Regions from separate parts of the Sus scrofa genome. Here regions 2 and 3 are each linked to region 1. The links are chromatin contacts, called in public HiChIP or PLAC-seq maps. All regions are on one chromosome and are shown on one strand. Each heading gives the region's core, a stretch centred on a gene start, on an enhancer-like site or on the middle of the called end of the contact. The rest is flanking DNA. Distances are from core to core; before and after follow the strand shown.

Region 1 (5,102 bases), core at 1,344-3,843:
ATATGGAGGTTCCCAGTCTAGGAGTCTAATCGGAGCTGTAGCTGCCAGCCTACACCATAGCCACAGCAACAGGAGATCTGAGCTGCATCTGCCACCTACACCACAGCTCACGGCAACACCGGATCCTTAACCCACTGAGCAAGGCCAGGGGTTGAACCTGCAACCTCATGGTTCCTAGTCAGATTCGTTAACCACTGAACCATGACGGGAACTCCCTGTCACGGGTCTTAAACCAGGAGCCCCCATCTCTACTCAGCTCTGGTCCAAGTGTACCTGTCAAGTCTTTTGATTCCACAATGCCCTGCCTAAACTTGTCAGTCTTTCCATAGACCAAAGACGTAGAAATGAAGAATAAGTAACTAACCAACAACTAGGTCACTTCCCCAGCTTCCCCTTCAGTGATTTCTGAACAAACTGAACAAGACAGTGTCAGCTTAAAAAAAATGTACAATCTGAAAGTTGAGAGTTAAGTTTTATTTGGGGCAAAATTAGGACTTAAGCCCAGGAGACAGCATCTCAGGTAGCCCTGAGAAACCATTCCAAGGACCTAGGATATATGAGTTTTTGCAACAAAGGAAAGGTAATAGGAACAAAAGATTTACAGGAAAGATTTATAGAAAACCAGTTTCTGTGGGAAGAGGTAAAGGTCTGGGCTTAGTGGAATCACTCCTTTGATATGCACCTCAGCTGTGGGCCAGTCTTGTTTGTTTCTTTCCTGAGTTTCCTCAGGGTTCAATGGCCCACTCTTGGGAGTGACTGCATTCACAGGTGACTGTGATGTCTTTTGTCCACTTAGCTACTGTCCAGGAGGCAGTATTTCAGATAGCTCTGAAAAGCTGCCCCAAAGAGAAAAGGGGAAATATCAAGATATAAGTGATAAAGGTGAATGGGAAGGTGTATGCAGCCCTGCATACATTTTACGGAAGTTTGCTGTAACAGAAGGTTACTACTAGTCATGAGGAGCAGACAGCACCATGAAGGGTTTTAGTGGTTTTCTAATATGAGGAGATGCAAGAAGTTTTCTCCTAAAACATCTAACTCTCTGAAGATCTGCTCTTCCAGTTTCCCCAGAGCACAGAGTGCCTCAGCTCTGCTTGGGGGTGTGCCTCGGGTCGGCAGTGCAGTGGCTCATGGTTTAATTCCGTAGAGGCAGATGGCAAGTGCCAAACTCCAGTTCACAATAGCATCTAAAGAAACAATATCACAAGACATCTACACGCCTGCACACAGTTGGGGATGGCAATGACACTGACCCCCGTCTCAATGATTAGCCGAGATCACTTCCCTTTTCTCTTTAAAAAATTTCATGGCTGAGCAGAATCTTCAGAGATAGTTTTTGGGGGACACTGAGTCCACCATCTCCCAGGATGGCAAGCGTTCTGACTGAAAGCAACCTGCCTTTCCACCAACATTTGCGAGTATTGTTTTTTTTAAGGGGCAAGTAGCTGGACCTGACTCTATAAAAAAGTGAGGGGACATCCACAAGGGTGTTCACTGTCCGTTGGGTGTGTAGTGTGAGTGATACTAATCTCTGATTGTAAATTCCTCCCAGGGGGTTGTCCCCAGGGCAGATCAGGTGATGCCCAGCAGAAGTTCCTCTCATGCAGAAGGGAGGTGCCGCCCCCAGCTGGAGGGGCCCTGGTGATGCAGCTAGCTCAACCTTCCCATTTTACAGAGGGAGAAACTGAGGCTGGAGATGGAAGAAGGGTGTTTCCAGTCACACAGCCAGTTGGTGGCACAGCTGGAACCAGGTCTCTGCATGTTTTCTTTAGCCTTTTTTTTTTTTTTGCTGAATCACGTTGCCTCCTGAAAGTGGATTTGTGGAAAGGCTTCCAAAGCAAAACAGAAAAATGGATGGCCTGACTTTGGGGTGAGAGAGAGTGAATTAAGTAAAGAGAATGCTCACTGAACATTCATTATTAAAGTTAGCCTCAGGCTAGGAGGGGCTGTGTTGCTGCTGTGACACAGGCTGAAGCTTCCCAGAAGGGGGTGGGGGTGGGATGGCCAGGCAAGGTCCAGGACACATTTGGGTAAGGGGTTTCACTTTCTGAAGAACACAGCCAGGCCTGAGGTCTGTTAGGAGGGGAGAAGCAGAGACAGATGTAGGATGGGACAGCCTCGTTTACAGCACCACTGGCCAGACGTTTTCTAGATGGACTTGTGTCACCACAGGGAGGCGTTATACCAGCCCTCTAGAGGAGGCTTGCAAATGTTATGGGACTTGTTCAGGCTCAACGGGCTTTCAGTGACAGAGCTGGTGTTTGACCAGCTGGAGCTGTGGCAGAAATCTGGGCTTGGCACCTAGGTTTTGCCACATTTGAGCTGTGTATCCTTGGGGGGCCACTTTGCCTGAGTCTCAGTTTCCTAGCCTGCCCATCAGGCAATGGTCCTAGGACAGATCCTGATGTCTGGGTGTTCCCACAGGTTTTGCAAACAATCTGTGTGAATGCTGAGTGGGGTGCCCAGCCTTGATGGTGATTTTGGAGGCCCCAGGCTAGGTCCTTGAAAGTTTCTCAAGCACAGACTGTGCTGCAAGATCAAGTTCCTCTCTCCCCGGGTGACCTGGGTGGATGGGTGCACTCTCCCTGGAAGAGAAACCCGGTTTCCGGAGGTTTGTGGGTGATTCCGAGAAAGGGCCAGCCCCTTCTGGGAAGGAAGGAGGGGAGAGGGGGGTGGCAGGGAGCAGCTGGGGCCTGAGCAGAGAGGTCAGGTGAGGGGAGCAGACTGTGCCGGGAAGAGCATATTGATTTCCTCCTTTTAGAAATGGACTCGAGTGGAATCATTCATAATGTGCCCTCCCCACTGCTGACAATACCCATTCCCATCACTGTCGGGGAAATGGATTTGCAGCACTCTCGGAAAGAGAAAACAGATTGCCTGAGCTATGCAGGGAGAGCTTGGTTCCATCCCTGAATGCTTTCAGGAGAGCCTGCCAGTGGCTTGCTGGGGACAGAGGGCAGAGGGATGCACTCTCAGCGCCTGCTCCAGGGAAAACAAGGTCTGCATCAAGCACTGCAACTGTTGCCCAAACTTGGCCTCTGTCCATTGGCGCCGAATAGCTATGTGGAGAGAGTTTTGGGTGAAGGAGGAAAAGATGGCTTTGCCAGGAAAGGGGACCACAGCAGGCTAATGCCTTAAAGACTGTGACCCCTTGGAAGGGGTTAGGAGGTGGTTTTATAGTTTGGAAAGTGGAAACAAGGCTGCAGATGAGGATCAGGCTAGAGGCAAGCATGCATTGTCCTTCAAAGCTGGTGTTTAGTGGTCCAGGACTGGCTCTGGTGGTCCTCCTTCTTCCCGGAATGAAGAAAGCTTCATCAAGTAGTTCTTCCATCTGTTGGGGCTTTTAATTGTGCCGAAAGGCTTGAAGATATTGTTATGTACATTCCTTGAAGAGGAACCAGGACCCTGCCCCAAGGCTGCACTGTTGTCTCTTGACTTCTTCTCCCTGGTCTCTGCATCCCTTCCCTTCCCTGATTAGCAACTGCCCTTTGGAACTCAGGAAAGGTCTTAGAGGCTGAAGCTTATTCCCTAAAAACAAGGAATGGAGGACCCAGAAATGCTTGTGTGCGCTGGAGTCCCACAGGGCCCTAGCTTGTTTGTACAACAGTGACAAGCAGTCAGTCCTTGGTGGGCTGGGTCTTCAAGGGGGTAATGATGGACCCGGGGGGGGGGGGGAGGGGAGGGAAGGGTCAGCAGGCTGCCTGGGGGAGCAGAATTTGGGCTGAGTCTCAGAAGCAGGAGGGGGCCACGCTGAGCATTCTGGGTAGAGGGACGCCAACCCAAGTTCTGGTCAGGGGGATTCTTGCAGCAAACCAGTGGGAGCCTGGGAGCTGGGGCCCACAGGATGGAGGTGAGAGGTGGCTGGAGAAGAAGGCGGGTGGTAATGGGGCTCCTGATGCCTTTCCTTGCTGCCTCCTTTCTGTTGCTGTCATCCAGGTGTGGATCAGCCCCCTGCCAGTAACTCAGATGCCCCTTCTGGCCCTGGAGCCGGCAAAAGCTGGCTGACTGGGGTCATGGTTCTGCTTGCCTTAGCCTTGGCCTGAGGTTTCTGGCTGCAGGGTAGCTTCATGGGACACAGGGATCAACCAGCCATGACCTATTTTGAAGAGAGACTGGGGCCAGTCCCCTGCCCGGCCAGACTGCAAGGCATGTCTTGGTGTGGGTTCCTTTATTCCTTCATCCATTCATTCATTCACCTGTACAGTCTTTCTCTAGAGGAATATCAATGCCAAGGCCAGGTGGGCTGGACTCCCAGCATTAAGTGGGGAGGGGACAAGGACAGACACAGGTCTTGGAGCCAGGCAGATGAGTATGTGATCTTTAGCAAGCCATTGAGATCTCTGAGCCTCAGTTTCCTTAGCAGCAAAGTGGGGCTTCTCAGGTGGTCGAGAGGCTCCAGGGATATGGTAACTATTAAGGAAACTGGCATGTGCCAGCCCTGTACTTGGGCACTGGAGCTCAACAAGGTGCCCTTCATATGCTTGGACACAGTGGGAAGGCTGTGCCTCAGGGCCTTGGCACGTGTTGTGTCCTTGGCTGGAGTGCTCTTCTTCCTGATACCCTGTGGGCAGCTCCTAAACTTCCTTTAGCTGTTTGCTTGCTGTCACCTTCTCAGGAAGGCTCCTTGGCCACCCCACAACCCCACACATGTGCCATCTGATTTGTGAACTTCACGAGGGTGCAGCTCTTATTTTTCTCCCCTGTATCTCCTCTGTTCCAGAATACTGCCTGGCATGTGCCAAGGGGGGGAAGGGAGGCCATGGAAATGGGGCCCAGGCAGGGTTACAGTCACGGTGAAGGGGGCTGGGCCAATCCTCTGAGCCTCGGTGGAGTGGGGAGAGCATGCTGGGCATTGAATCAGACCGCGTGTGTGGGTTGGGGGTGGGGGTGGGGGGTAGGATGGGGGTCAGGCCCCAAATGATTGAGGGTCTGTTGCAGCCTGAGAGGAGCTCCTCATCTGTGGGGGCACAAGACCTAAATGGAGGCGTGTTTAGAGCCACCCATGATGATTCAGAACCAGGACAGGGCAGTGACCTCCCAGGGAGATGTCCTATGGTGACCTCAGAGGGTTGCTTCGTGGCTCCTGGCAGGGCCCCTCTCTG
Region 2 (4,415 bases), core at 1,036-3,535, 150 kb after region 1:
GCTGGCCAGGGAGAACTCTGGGGCTTCTTCTGGACATCACTCTCTGCTCTGTCTGTCTGTCTTTCTCTGCCCTCTCTCTCTGCCTCTCTCTCTCTTTCCTACTTCACATCCAACTCATTAGCAAATCTTATTAGGCTCTTTGTGTCCAGAATCCCACCTCCTCTCTCTCCTTCCCTTGTACCACAACCACCCCAGTCCAAGTCAGTACCACTGCTTGCTGGATTGCAGTAACTTCTTTAAAATTTTTTTTTATTATAGTTGATTTACCACATTCTGTCAATTTCTGCTATAGGGCAAAGTGACCCAGTTATATATACATTCTTTGTCTCATACTGTCTTCTATCATGTTCTATCATGAGTGACTGGATATAGTTCCCTGTGCTGTACAGAAGGCCCTCATTGCTTATCCATTCTAAATGTAATGGTTTACATCTACGGCTGTAGCATCTTTGCTTTCAGACTGCTGCCTGCTTGCACTGCAGCCATGGCTCCTTCACAAGAACTCCTCTTTGTTTGGGTATCAGCTTCGGCATTGTGTTTATGGGATGGGGAACAGGGGGGAGCAGACTGATGGGGGCCTCACAGTTAGTTCCAGTCAATCTAATAATCCCACTTCTCCAACAAGGGCTGGTTCAGGGGTGGGCATATAACTCAGCTCTAGAGAATGAGGCTTGAGGGAGTCAGCTGCGGGCTTCTGGGAAAGTGTTTTCGTCCCTGGTAAAACCATTGAGCCTCCTGGGAAGAAGGCTTTCTGCCACCATCTGCCTTTCTTCCTGCTTTCATTTTTGTGAGGATGCAATACAGCCATTCTTCACTCTTGAGGAAAAGATCGAGTGCCCCAGGCCCCTGATGGGTTGGAACCACAGAATGAGTCTCGGAACCACTCAGTTGCAGACTTCTTGCCAAAAAACACAACACACATTTAAAACCATGGTGGTCACTGTTTTGTTTCTAGTACCCAGAGGCACCCTAACTGTCTGACACCCCACCCCCATGCTGGAGGCAGAACTGGGAGGAGGAAGGGGCTTCAGGTGCCCTGAGCGAGTCCTTTGGGGGGATGGTTGGGGAAGGAGTGGAATGCAGAGTGGAGGTGCTTTGCCTAAGCCAAGGTAAGGACTGGCTTTGAGGAGTGGGGACTTGAGGGAGACTGGAGGGAAGAGTCATCCTGGGATGGCCTGGTTGAAAGACTTTTCAGCCCAGGAACATGTACTGCGCTGTGGCAAGGGCTTCTATGCCGTCACAGGGGGCCACCTGTCTTCCCAGATGATCCAAAACCCTGCTGCCCAGAAGGGCCTATGCATGTATTTGATGGTATATGCCTTTTGGGTGTGTCTAGATCAAGAGAAGGGGCTAAGTTTGGTATTTAATCATGTAATCATGGACAGCTACATGACTTTGAAATGAGAAATCCCAGAGATAAGAGAAAGAATTTAGTGGGAGGAGACAGTCAAAGCTATTGAAGACTAGGAATGGGAAAACTGTAGAATTTCCTGAAATGTCACAAAAGGCTTTATTTTTATTTTTTTAATTTTTAATAAAGTGTAGTTGACTTATAGTGTTGTGTCAATTTCTGCTGTATAGCAAAGTAACCTTGTCATACATATATATACATTCCTTTTATATTATCTTCCATCACGGTCTATCCCAAGAGATTGGATATAGTTCCCTGTGCTCTCCAGTAGGACCTCATTGCCTATCCATTCTAAATGTAATATTTTGCATCTACTAACCCAAACTCCCAGTCCATCCCCCTGCCTCCCTCTCCCCCTTGGCAACCCCAAGTCTGTTCTCTATGTCCATTTCTGTTTTGTAGATAGCTTTGCTTACGCCATATTTTAGGTTCCACAGGTAAGTGGTAGCCAATGGCCTAGCAGGGGACCACAGGAGAGGCACACATTCCATGGCTGGCCACGGGGCAGGTGGAGTGAACATCACCGGGCTTCCCATCTTCAGAAGAGCTCGACAGGGTCAAGTCAGCCTTTTGTAGACTTCGGCATTAGGGAGACCTGAGCTGCTGTGGCACCAGCCCCTGGGATCCCCTTCTGTTCACTCAGTTACTTTCAGCTGGTGACTGAATGCAGGCAGAATAATGCCCCTCCCTCACAGGTTCCGACCCCAAGTGTAGGAATCTCTGAATATGTTCCTTCACACTGCACTGGACCTTCTGCTTTCTGTGGTGCCTTTTCTTTCCTTCCTTCCTTTTTTTCCAGTTGGCTTGTGTGGGCCCTTTGCTCTGTGCCCAGGAACTGGAGCTCTGACTCATTCCTGATTGCAAGCTTCTGCATTTTCCACAGGCATGCAGCCGGGGATGTGAAAACAATTACGTCAAAATGAACTCTGCAAGTTGTGGGGTGATGGAATAAGTCATCTGGTAAAAAGTCATGGGTACAGGATGACAGCACTGGGAGCCACTGGGCAGTTCGGGGGTAGGAGGCCCCCTGCAGAACCCTTCCAGAAACAGTACCCAGGGCTCTGAGGTGTGTGAAGAGGGTGCAGGGATGTGTGGTGCCTCTGCAACAGGAAGGCTGAGGATGAGCATGTGGAAATGTGCCTCTTGATAGGAATATGCAGCCTGGCCGACCACACACTCGGCTGTTCTCTTAGGAGAGGGAGGGACTGCTGGAGACCGAGCTCTCCCCAGCGGCCCTCAGGGATAATGCTGAGTAAACATGTGCCTTCCCAGCTGGTCGCCTGCCCTGAGGTCCTGGAGGCTTCCTGCACCTCAGGCAGGACCTCCTGGGCTGCTGATTTCTCCTCCTTTCTCTGACTTCTCTGGTTCTCAGGAAGGGGAGGCAACAGGCATTCGGGGTGTGCCAGCCAGTCTCTGCAAGCATGAATTAGCATAAGTGCCTTTTCTAACCGCCAAGGTGGTGCCACCACCTTTACTGGTAAATGCTTAGATTCAGAGGGGCCAGGGCTATCCCCGCAGGAGAAGCCCTGGTTTGCCTCCTCCAAAGCGCCCTCCCTAAAGGTCCTGGTCTGGTCTAAGAGGCCCTTGCTGCCCTTTCCAGGTCTTGGGAGGAAAAATTGTTCCTGCCCGGGAGCTGGAGGCCTCAGACCTCCCCACCTGGCCTCTCCAGTGGTCTCCTCTAGGCTCCCTCCTTGTATGGCAGTGCCTTGTCCCCTGGGCCTGTGTGCCCAGCCTCTGGCCCTGGAAAGATGGGTCAGTGGCTACACAGGCTGGCTGGGCTCTGGTCCCCGAGCCTGCCCTGGAGAGCACAGGAGGGGCTGGCCTTGGACCCTGCTGCCCTCCCAGTGCCTCCTCCTTTCTTCTCCCAGCCCTCCATCTTGGGAAAATGGGGCATGTGTGTTCTGGTGGGAGTCCCCTTCTGCTGCCCTCTCAGGCCCCTCTAGCCCCTTTGTCCCCCCTCAGTTGCTGTCCTTCCAGGCCTGCGTGAATGACATCTTTCCCACCTCTGCACCTGAGATGGATACCTGTGCTGTGTCACAAGCCCCCTTAACTCAGTGGTGTACACTTCCCATCAATTTATGCTCATGATTCTGTGGGTCAGGAGTCCAGATAGGACATGGGATGGGGGGTGGGGCTCTGTTCCACCACGGCTGGGGCTGAAATCATCTGAAGGCTCACATGTTGGCGGGTGAGGTGGGCTGTCAATGGGACCTCAGCTAGGCAGATAAAGGTCACCTCTGCATGTGGCCTCTTGGAGTAGCTGTTCTGGGCTTCCTCACAGCATGGCAGATGGGCTCTCAGAGAACCAGGTGGAAGTGGTATTGCTTTTTGTGCTCTAGCCTTGGAAGTCACATGGCATCACCTCCCTATAGTCCCAGAGCTTCCCAGTTTCAAGGCAATGGAAGCACAAGACCCCACCTTCTCATTGTCAAAGTCACACTGGGAGAGGAGGATATGGGATGACAGAGATTGTGCTGCCACTTGAAAATGCAATCTGCTCCTGCCCACGAAGGAACTAGGTTCATGCATTCGTTCATTCACATTGTCCAAGCTCTTCCTGTGGGCTAGACACCTGAGGGCCACTAGGGGAACAAGAGCAAACCCTACCTAGCACACAGTCCTAAAGCCCGAAGTGTGCAGGGTAGGCTGAGAGATAACAAAGCAGAGCTTAGGGTCTTTGTGGATCAGCATCTCCCTTTAACAGAACATTGTTAAAAATCCACCACTTTCAAAAGATCTGGTCAGGATGCCTCAAACCCATGATCTAGGACCTGTCCAGGGATTTCAACCTACTTTCTCTCTCTTTTGTGCTACCTGGTTATTATACCAGAAGAATCTCAAAGAATGGGCTCAGTCTCTCCTTCTGTACATGTCCTGACATCTCCCACAGAGAAGGCACAAAAAGTTTGCTGACTGATTTCCACCCTTGCCCCACCCCCACCCCCATCTTCTCTCTTTAGCAGTTATATATTCAGTTATGTATTCCTTCAACACACATTCATCA
Region 3 (4,636 bases), core at 1,091-3,590, 160 kb before region 1:
AGACTGAGTTAATTTAGAATCAGAGCAGTCTGCATAAAGAAAAAAACGCATCCTGATCTGGAGTGAGGACAAACCAACCCTGAGCTGAACCGCTTTACCCAGCAGTGTGACGGTCTTCCTGACAGCCATCCTGGGAGGGGAAGAGCCAAAGTCCTGGACTTTGCCCGACCCTGGACTTGGGCACCTTGCTGTGGGACGCTGGGCAGGCCTTCTGGACAGTCTCTCCTCTGGTCCCAGCCCCACCCCGGCCCTGCCTCCTTCTGGCTGATGACATGGCTGCAGATACAGACTCTCAAGGGGCTGGCGTGTCCCTGCCAAGGCAGGAGCAGCAGGGCTGAGCCAGACCAGGTGACTGCACCCTTCCACCTCCAGGCCCAGCACCCTGTCTGGGATCCATGGTCCCCTCTGGCTGGACTCATCCTTTCCTCCATCACTGGACTGAGGCAGCCCTGCCCTCGTGTAGCATCTGAAGGGCTGGACATGTGACCGTGAGACATGCAGATGAGCAAGTGCCAAGAGGTTAGGTGCCACGCGGGGGCAGGGTCAGGCAGGGACTGGGGTGACAGCATTCCTGATGACCCCCCGAGGACAGAGGACAAAGAGGAGGGGTCCAGGTCGGGTGGGAGGTAGGTGGGGCGGGCACGGACTAGTTCTAAGTTCCCAGGGTGGGTGAGAGGTGGAAAGGAGGTCGTGGTTTTAACAAGGAAAAGACATTGTTATCAAACAGTGGGAAAGAAGGAAATGTCTGTCCTTGTTTCAAAATTCCAAGCTGTTGCAAAAATATGTATGAAAAACACAAGTCTTCCTGGTTTAGGCTTAGGAAATACCTCAGCAGACCCTCCTCTGCCCACAACAACATCCAGAGTTACGGGGGTGGGGGTGGGAGTGGTGCAGATGAAAATCTTTTCTCGGGTGATAAACAAGGTTAGCAAAGTTTCAGGAGAACAGAGCTGGCTACTTTAGCCCCTGGCTCTGCGGCACAGAGAATCTGAGGCACTGCCGGTTGGCCAGGGGATGGCAAGGGGGTCCCCAAGGCAGGTGGGCCTGTTGAGTGCCTTCTAGGGGCCTAGAGCCCCCACTTTCCCCTCGAGGCAAATGACCAGGAAGTGGGACCTCACGTCTGCAGGAAGCCTGAGCTTTTCCTCCCCAGCCCCCTGACCTTCAGAATCCCATTGGACACTCATAAGCCCTCCAGGAGACCCATGGGGAGGGAGACTTAACTGCCAGGCTGAAAGGCACTGGGGGTACTGTGCAGGCCACAGCTCTGAATGGGCACAGATGGGAGGAAAGGCCCAAAGCCAGGGCTGGGTGCCATGAAGGGCAGAGCTGGGCCTCCAGCCATGTCCCCAGCACAAATCTGCCCTCTTGGCTCCAGCCTGTGTGCTGGTCCCCACTCTTGACCAGGGATGAGGTGCAGGTGAGGCCACCTCCCAGATACATGGAGGGACAGATGCCACAGTGCCTGGCAAGGTCACAGAGGCCCACCACAAGCCTCCCACTGGGGAGCCATTCTGATAGCACTGACGTGGTGGGGGGCGGAGAGGGGGACCCAGGATGGATGTCAGGCCCCTGACCACCCCTCCCGGCAGGTGACCAGAAAGGACATGGCTACTGGGGGTTCTGGCAGCCCTACCTAGGGTTGGGGCCGAAGGAGGCTGAAGCAGCAATGTCCTCCCAGCTGAGGCCAGGCTTGGGGTTACTCTGCACCCACTCAAGCACAGGCCTCTCCCGAGGTGCCCTCTCTGATGAGTGAAGGTCAGACCTTCCCCACCATGGCTAGGGTCAGCCCCAGACCTGGACTCTTGACTTGGCACTGGTGCTCTGGCTGGGGCCTTCCTGAGGCACTGGGGAGCCCCCCTCCGCCCTTCCACTCTACTGGGCTCATGCCAGCTGCTTGGGAGGTGACCCTGCCTGGCTGCTGGGGCCTCAAAGGGCTGCTGCTGACGTTTCACGCCCACCGATCTGGTGCTGTCTGGCTTCTGACATCAGCAAGGAGACTCCACCTCTGCCGGAACACACAGGCTCCCAGCTCGGGGTGAAGGGAGCGTGACCAAGCCCTCTGGTCCCCTGGGTGGTCCGTGCACTCGCTGACTCAGCCTGAGACCTGCCTCCAGAGCTTTCACCTCCTCGTCATCAGCTTGAGTGTCGGCCAGGACCTCACTGGTACACTCTTCCTGCTTCCAGGCCTTTGCTAGTCCCCCATGTCCCCATAGCCTGTACCACGGAGGGCCCAAGGAAGATGACGCACGGGAGACCCATAAACACAGCTGGGGACAGTGTCAGGCCTGCTGGGGCACGCAGCACACAGCCTGCCCCTCCCCCGCCATCTGCCAGCCAACATCAGCCTCTGGGTCTTGGCGCCAGGGACACATCCAACCGCAGCCAAGACCCAGCACAGGAGGCCCACGCGGCATGGCATAGCTCAGCAGACGCTGTCCCTGCCAGGTCGCTAACAGTTCAGGGCCTAGCATGCTCGGGGGGCTTGAAACCTATGTCTGATGGCTCCACGGCAACGGCCCTTCTGGGGACTCAGCAGTGACACAGGAGCACACACGATGAGCAAAATCTCCACATCAAAGCTCGATGTTACACCTGACACCAGGTTTGGAAAACGCATAAACCAGGCACGGAGGAGACACAACACATACCAAATGTGGGGACGGGGGTGGGGGTGGGGGGGCTTGTGTGTGTGGGGGGGTGCTGTTCCCAGGCCTGGTGCTCTGGGCAACTTTTTCTTCTGCTTTCAATTTTTTTTGGTATTTTTCCAATTTTACATAACCAAGCATGCATTATAAAACAAACAGATGAAAAGATTAAGGGGCTTTTTTATGTACCTAAGCCAACCTGATCTTCTCACTACAGGTACAGAGTTGGGGGCATGGGAGGCCTGGACCCCCCAATGGCTGTGCAAATTTCTCCACAACCAGGAGACCAACTACCTGCCTGTATGGAGTCAAGAGGCCAGAGCTGGTCTGGGGACCCTGGGCCCTTCCTCAGGGCACAACCTGCTGACCCCACAGCTGGTGGGTGGCTCTACTCCCCACAGCACCCCTTGTCCCAGGATCTCAGGGGAATCCTCCTGGTCCCCTTCCTCATGGCCCCACCCTTAGAATAGAGAGGAGGCGGCTCTGCGCATACAGTTGCCCACATGAGCAAGAAGTGGGCCAGTGAAGCACGGCCTCACGTGCTCTCTGGACAGAAACTGTTTTTTCTAGAGGGGGGAATTCAGAGCCTAAATAGCACACTCCAGACAGAAGCCATCTGATGTCCAAATTAACTGCAGTGTCCCTCTTTTTCTTCAGTGGTCCCTGCTCTCCCAGAGGGACAACTGCCTGATGCACTGGGAAGGCAGTCATCTCAGCTGTGACCCTTGATCTTGGGGGCTGGAGAAACGGATGTTTCCAGAACAAGCACCCCCAACCCCCACCACTTCAGGGGCCCCTCCATCGAGTGCTTCTGTGGTTGGGGTGGGGGCGGGAGCCGGCACTCACTTGGTTTATTCCTACAACCTCTGGGGCAGATGCCCTCTGCAGACAGGCCAACTGAGGTTCAGAAGACCCTGGGCCAGTCTCCTAGTTATCAGGGGGTCCACACCTGGTACGTGTGTCTGCCTCTGACTGACCCCAGATGCAGGGTCTCCTGGAGGAGTTGGGGCAGGACACACCAGGAACGGGTCTCCCTACCTGCCATGAGCTCAGCCATGTGGCAGCTGTGTGGCCCTGACAGGTAACCTGAGGAAATGCATCTGTGTCCTCACATGAGGGAGGCTGTCCCAGGGACCCCCAGACCAGCCATGTGGGAAGGAGATGAGGGTCATGGTGGGGGCAGGGTGGCGGAAGGGAGAGAAGCCATCAGTCAGTCAGAAAAATCATGGAGTTCCCATTGTGGCCCAGCAGAAACGAATTTATCCATAAGGATTCAGATTTGATCCCTAGCCTCATCAGCGGGTTAAGGGTCTGGCGTTGCCATGAGCTGTGATGTGGGTTGCAGATGTGACTCAGATCCCACATTGCTGTGGTTGTGGTGTAGGCCAGCAGTTGCAGCTCCGATTTGACCTCTAGCCTGGGAACTTCCATATGCCACAAGTTCAACCCTAAAAAGAAAGAAAAAAAAAAAAAAATCACAAGGAGCCCCATAAACTTAAAAAAAAAAACAACCCAAAAAACAAAAAACTAAGCAGTAGTTAAAAACCTTTCTATAAGTTTTCAAGTACTGGGGAATGTCTGCACCCTAATTTCACATAGTTCCACCAAAAAGCAACAAAACAAAAACAGGTACACATGCACACAGGTACATATATACACACAGAGAACAAGACACGTACATGCAAGGGCACGTATGCCAAAATGACAGATGTTAACAATCAGTGTGTCTAGGTGAAAGGTCTAGGGTTTTACTGCTATTCCAACTACTGTGTAGGTCTGACATTTTTCAAAATAAAAAGTGGAGGGACATTTCCTACAAAGAAAATTTCTACCAAATTTTGAAAGAACAGATTATCCAACTTTATGAAAACTCTTCTAGATAATAGTAAAGAAATGCATACCACCCTCCCAACGCCCAACTCATCCTCTGAGGCCAACACAACCCCGATACCAAAATCAGACAAACACACGAGAAGAACGGAAAATTATGG

Evidence for each region. HiChIP or PLAC-seq counts read pairs in DNA pulled down with a chosen protein or histone mark.
Region 2: an H3K27ac HiChIP or PLAC-seq map of alveolar macrophages shows a contact between it and region 1. The contact joins two enhancer-like sites. A contact is called at or near these places in 1 of 47 Hi-C or Micro-C datasets (embryonic fibroblasts) and 1 of 2 datasets of contacts at active chromatin or transcription factors (alveolar macrophages).
Region 3: an H3K27ac HiChIP or PLAC-seq map of skeletal muscle shows a contact between it and region 1. The contact joins two enhancer-like sites. A contact is called at or near these places in 2 of 2 datasets of contacts at active chromatin or transcription factors (alveolar macrophages and skeletal muscle).

The regions. Positions count from the first base shown.
Region 1 is chr15:58,927,077-58,932,178 of Sscrofa11.1, reverse strand. No RefSeq gene overlaps it. Among named protein-coding and RNA genes, the nearest start is that of HS6ST1, 140 kb to the left of the region's middle. Within about 2 kb of position 2,593, at least 14 of the 83 cell types and tissues checked have an H3K27ac peak or open chromatin away from gene starts, as enhancers often do. A contact at or near this core is called in alveolar macrophages and skeletal muscle, where this site is marked.
Region 2 is chr15:58,780,626-58,785,040 of Sscrofa11.1, reverse strand. No RefSeq gene overlaps it. Among named protein-coding and RNA genes, the nearest start is that of HS6ST1, 280 kb to the left of the region's middle. Within about 2 kb of position 2,285, at least 20 of the 83 cell types and tissues checked have an H3K27ac peak or open chromatin away from gene starts, as enhancers often do. A contact at or near this core is called in alveolar macrophages, where this site is marked.
Region 3 is chr15:59,089,450-59,094,085 of Sscrofa11.1, reverse strand. The region is part of intron 1 of HS6ST1 (heparan-sulfate 6-O-sulfotransferase 1); the gene reads right to left. Among named protein-coding and RNA genes, the nearest start is that of HS6ST1, 25 kb to the right of the region's middle. Within about 2 kb of position 2,340, at least 27 of the 83 cell types and tissues checked have an H3K27ac peak or open chromatin away from gene starts, as enhancers often do. A contact at or near this core is called in skeletal muscle, where this site is marked.